Regions from separate parts of the Mus musculus genome. Here region 1 is linked to region 2. Evidence: chromatin contacts called from public promoter capture Hi-C data. All regions are on one chromosome and are shown on one strand. The core of a region is the stretch at or near the end of the contact, and the rest is flanking DNA. Distances in the headings are between cores, read along the strand shown.

What was found. Promoter capture Hi-C pulls out the DNA fragments that hold promoters and counts their contacts.
Region 1: a promoter capture Hi-C map of liver shows a contact between it and region 2, with 2.4 times the contacts expected there. A contact is called at or near these places in 3 of 39 promoter capture datasets (liver and pre-B cells), 1 of 484 Hi-C or Micro-C datasets (embryonic stem cells) and 3 of 130 datasets of targeted methods (embryonic stem cells and pancreatic cancer cells).

What each region holds. Positions count from the first base shown.
Region 1 is chr19:7,266,863-7,269,562 of GRCm38.p6, forward strand. Rcor2 (REST corepressor 2) reads left to right here and starts at 1,417. Exons shown (of 12, transcript NM_001320554.1): 1 at 1,417-2,226. The coding sequence starts at 2,100.
Region 2 is chr19:6,407,076-6,409,775 of GRCm38.p6, forward strand. It overlaps Rasgrp2 (RAS, guanyl releasing protein 2), which reads left to right. Exons shown (of 17, transcript NM_011242.3): 9 at 1-247; 10 at 1,096-1,173; 11 at 1,373-1,495; 12 at 1,764-1,879. It overlaps Gm14965 (a long non-coding RNA gene), which reads right to left. Exons shown (of 3, transcript XR_879495.2): 3 at 2,325-2,589. Among named protein-coding and RNA genes, the nearest start is that of Rasgrp2, 7.9 kb to the left of the region's middle.

The sequences.
Region 1 (2,700 bases), core at 167-2,666, 860 kb after region 2:
CATTTTTTCTTTCTTTCTTTCTTTCTTTGTCCCAGATCTCCCCACCCTGAGGCTTGGTGCCCAGCTCATGATTTAAGGGGAGGAAAAAAGGCCCCATAACCTTGGCCCAAGGTGTGGCGGGCAACGTGGCCGCTGACTGGGTGGCCCTATGTGGCCGGACAGTGCTGAAGTCGGGCGGGGTCGTGTCTGACTCTGCCAGCCGCAGGCAAAGAGCCCCCAGGAACAGGATGCCCCAGCCAGGTCGTGGCCTGACCACAGGACCCAGGCCGGTCGGCCACAGCCAGTGGGTAGGGGCAGGGATCCCCGGTTGGGGCCAGGGCTGCTTCTAAATTTAGGAATCTGATTACAGAGTGGCCAAGGAAGGGAAGGGAGAGGAGGGTGCGCGTGCAGGCTCGGCTCGATCTGGGCATAGCGGGTGTGCCCGGGTAGAGGCGTGTCCAGGAGTCCGGGCTCCCCGTGGGAGGGACAGCGGGCGGGGGCTTCGGCCTGTGTGAGCTGCAGCACGTGCCCCAGGCGGCGGGGACGGGCACAGGCGCAGCTCACAGGCTTCGAGCTGCTGCCGGTGAGTGCGCTGGCTCTTTGTGTGCCTGGCAGGGTGGCTGGGTCTGGCTTTGAAAGTCTCTGCCCACCCCCTCCCCCAACTCCGTCTGTGCCTCCCAACCCGCTTCCCTGTCTGTCACTCTGCCTGTGCCTGTCCGGGGGGAGGGGGGATGCTGCTTCCAGCTGGGGTGACAGTGAACCCAGTGAGGAGCTCGCCCCTTTCAGCCCAGAACTTGCCCTATTACCTTTCATACTCATTCCTCAATCTTTGATACTACTGTTTTGGGTGCAGACTGCAGCAGTTGAAAGACACTAGGGTGACCCCTGGGGACCCACAGACCTAGCAGAAGTCAGGTTCTAGCCCAGTGGCTCTTATAGAAATTCATCTTGCGCCTGTCCGGCCTCCCATCCGCTTTGGCCCCCAAGGGCGCATGAAGGGGGGGATCCCCCTGCGGAAGGGGGGGCAGGGAGTTCCTTGGCAGGAAGGGAAATGGAAGGAAAAGCTGGGCTCCACCCGGGCGGTCGGACAGGCGGCCTCAGGGCCCCCGGGGCAGGCCACAGTAACCAGAGCCCAGTAGTGTGTGGAACCGGTGTGCTTGTGGGTGGGGCTGACCCCGGGCTTCTCCTGGGGGGCACTGGGGTCTACCCAAAAGGGCCAAGTCTGAGAACTCAGAGACACCAAGGGTGCTCCCTGGGGGGGGTACGTGCGCCCCATTCCGGTCCTGACCCCACCCCCTGGAGGTCTAGCCCCGGCCCCAGGCCCCGCCCCCCGGGCCCTCCCTCCCACCCCAGGGCCAGATGTTCAGCTGGCGGAGGCATCGGCTGGGGGAGGGGTGCTGAGGCCGCAGCCGGCACTACTTCCCTGCCAGCAGCTTCATTGTGTGCGCGAGGAGCGAGCGGCGGCGGAGAGCGGGCGAGCGAGCGGCGGTAGCGCGAGCGCGGCGGGGCGAGCGAGCGCGCCGGGGAGGGTGCGAGGCGGCGCCCGCGGCTGCGCTCCGCCCGCCTCCCGGCAACTCTGCTCCAGCGCCGCACGCCGTGCGCGCCGTCCTGCCGCCGGGGCTCCAGCCGGCTGGCGTGGTTGCCGTGGGGTCGGGTCGGGCAGGGTTACCTCCGTTGGGGATCGGGGCATCCTCAGCGCAGCCGAGGGGCGCGGAGTCAGCTGCGGCGGCCACTGCGCGGTAGCCCTTGCTGGCCAAACAGCGTGGGCAGGCGCGCGGCGCGGCTCCGGGGCTCCCCGAGGGCAACGCGCCCCGACTCTCCCCGGGGGAGAACCAGCCCCGAGGGGCGCACGGAGCGAGCGTGCCCCCGGCCGCGCCGTCTCCCCCGTACCCCCACTTCACAAACTTTTCTGCCGTCCTCGCCCGTGGGGGTCGCAGTGAGCGTTAGGGCTGCCCTCCGGGGCCCCGACCTCCCGGACCCTAGCCACGCTGACCTCCTGCCTCTCGTAGCCTCAGTGGCGACCCCTCCAGGCCGGGCCAGGCGCAGCACTCGAGGCAAGCGCGGCAAGCTCCTGCGCTCTCCAAAGGATCCCGTGCCCCTCGGGGCTGCCGGGTAGGGTAATGCCCTCAGTAATGGAGAAGCCCAGTGCGGGCTCCGGGATCTTGTCCCGAAGTCGGGCCAAGACGGCACCCAACGGCGGACAGCCACACTCGGAGGATGACAGCAGCGAGGAGGAGCACTCTCATGGTGAGCCTGGTGGCCTAGGGTTAAAGGCGCGCTGGTCCGGGGAGGGATCATGGAAGGTGGAGGAGGGGGGGGGGAGAGTTGCGAACCACAGATGGTTTCTGCCGCTCCTGGATTGCAACCTCAGCCTTCTCGTGCCTGGTGTTGCCGGCACAGGAAATCTACAGGCTGGGCCCTTGACCACCCACCTCCCCTTTGCCCTCAGTCGTTGAGGGAGCTTAGGATGCCTCTCTTGGATGGATTGGGTCCTCATACCTTGCAGCCTTGCAGGGGACTGAGGTCTGATTGGACCAGGTACTGGGAAGATACCTCTATGCGGAGCTGTGAAGCTCATGTGGTGGGGAGGAGCCCCGAGCTCTCTGCAAGGCTGTGGTCCAGATCTAGGGGCAGCCCTCCAAGCTCCCACCCCCAGTTAGAACAAAGCACTTTGCTCTAGCCTGGGCTTTAAAAGTGTCCTCTTAACCTCCCCTTCCCCCC
Region 2 (2,700 bases), core at 11-2,510:
TGGCAACTACAGCAACTACCGGCGCAGGCTGGCAGCCTGCGTGGGCTTCCGCTTTCCTATCCTGGGAGTGCACCTCAAGGATCTAGTGGCTCTGCAGCTGGCTCTGCCTGACTGGCTGGACCCAGGTCGGACCCGGCTCAATGGAGCCAAGATGAGGCAGCTTTTCTGCATTCTGGAGGAGTTGGCCATGGTGACCAGCCTTCGCCCACCCGTACAAGCCAACCCCGACCTGCTGAGCCTGCTCACGGTGAGGGGCTGGGCAGCATGGCTGCATTTGCATCTGCTGTGGCTGTGTGCTTGCTGGGTTCTGAGGTTTCCCTTGGGCTCTGTTTGGGGCTTGCTCTGGACTCTGATGTGATTTCAAGGTTGGGCTGAGACCTGGGCCTAGGGTCTGGTCTCAGGAGCTGTTAATGTGGTTCATAGGCTTAGTCTGAGGCTGGGCCTGGGTCCTTGCTCCTGGTAGTGGATTATATTCGAAAGGCAGGACTAACCTTTGGATTTGTGGGTGCCATGGTGATTTCTTTCTTTCTTGTTTTTAAAGATTTATTTATTTCATTTATATGAGTACACTGTAGCTGTCTTCAGATACATCAGAAAAAGGCATCAGATCCTAACAGATGGTTGTGAGCCACCGTGTGTTTGCTGGGAATTGAACTCAGGACCTCTGGAAGAGCAGTCAATGCTCTTAACCGCTGAGCCCTGACATGGGTGATTTCTAACATGGCCCTGGGCTCCTGAGTGAGGCTCTTTTAGTATTTACTTGTTTTGATTTTGAGACAGGATCTCACTTGGTAGCCCAGCGACTCAGACCTACTAGGAAGCCTAAGCTAACCTTGAACTCGTGGAGGTCTTTAGGCCAGGTTCTGACGCTGCGTTTTGGCTGATATTTTGGCAACGAGTTGTGTTTAAAGTTGGCTCTGTGGGCCGGCTGGCACGGAAGTGGTTGCAGGTGTTTTCTAGCTGGCCTTTGACCTGAGTCTAGCTCTCACATCAGGCTCTGGGCAGACTGGTAGTCCTGTGGCCCTGAGTTTGGGACTCCTGTGTGAGAGAGGAACAGGGATCAGAGGGTGTGAGCAGACCTGTGTGTCGCCGCAGGTGTCCCTGGATCAGTATCAGACAGAGGATGAGCTGTACCAGCTCTCACTGCAGCGAGAGCCACGCTCCAAGTCGTCGGTAAGGGAGCCCCTTCCCCATCACCCCATCACTGCACTTTAGTATCCTAGGATGCAAAGACAAAACCCCACCCACTACACTTGCCTGACAATGGAATGCTGGGGGTTGGGGTGGCTTTGGGCAGACTCTCTTTCCATTTACTCGAGCCTTAGATTCATTCCTGCTCTGGCCCTGGCTCAGACCTAACCCTCTTCCACAGCCAACCAGCCCCACCAGCTGCACCCCGCCTCCCCGGCCCCCTGTGTTGGAAGAGTGGACCTCAGTTGCCAAGCCTAAGCTGGACCAAGCCTTGGTGGCAGAGCACATTGAGAAGATGGTGGAGGTGAGAGGCGTGGAGGCCGAGGGAATCTGCTGGGAATAGGGGTGTGTGATGCTGGTTTCCCTAGAGCCTTGCCCTGGGAGCCACTGTTAATGCCAGTGCTAACCATCCCCAGCAGGCACCACTCCAGGCAAGCTAGTTGCATTATGGGCTGGGGAGACAGGACCAAAAAGGAGCATGGGAGACATCTCTGATACTCTTTATAATATAGACTGGGCTCGGAGGTTCCTTTTAATTCTCCCCTCTCCTGGTCTCCTGTGTTCCTCTGTAGTCTGTGTTCCGGAACTTTGACGTGGATGGGGACGGTCACATCTCCCAGGAGGAGTTTCAGATCATCCGGGGCAACTTCCCTTATCTCAGCGCCTTTGGGGACCTGGACCAGAACCAGTGAGGAGGACAAGGGCCCGGGGGGTGGGGTGGAGGGAAGACATCAATCTACTTCCCCCTTGGGCTCCAGTGTCTGTGTGTGCAGAGAGCGAGGCCTTGCTTGGGAAGCTGCCCATGTGGCTGTGATGGGGTGGAGGGAAGCTGCCAGTCCTAGAGGGATAGTGTCACTTTGGTAGTTTGGACAGATGGGGGAGCCCCACCTGAGCCTGGCAAAGAGAACACTTTTTTATTTGTAGAGCCCATAGCTGCCAAGAGTGTGGGCAAGTCGAGCTCCTGGGTTTAATGAACAGATAAAGGCCGTGATTAGCAGCATCCAGTTGCTTATCCACAGCTCACACACAGACAGGCTGGAAAACATCTGGATCTCTGAAGCAGGTTGAATGTGCCCTCTGTAACCATGTCTATGCCCCATTTTTTTGCTGAGATGACAAAAACCCAGGCAAAATTTACCGTCCATCCCAGGTTGATTTATTTTTAAATGTGACCTGTATTTCAAAACTATGTGGTTTGGGGACTGGGGCTGTGTCTCAGTTGGCAGAACATCTGCCAAGCATGCTTGAAGCCCTGGGTTTTATTCCTAACCATGACTAATGCGCAGGCGGACACACTTCTGCCATCCCAGCACCGGGGAGGTAGAAAGGACCGGAAGCTCCAGGTCACTTTCAATTCCATAGCAGACTTGAAGGTAGCCTGGGTTACATGGGCTTGATCTGGAAAAAAAAGTTTATTATTATTGTCCCCACATTACAAAAATTTATGTAAGAACAAGATCCAGGTAATAAAATAAATGAACAAGTGTTTAAAGTAAGCAAAGATTAAAA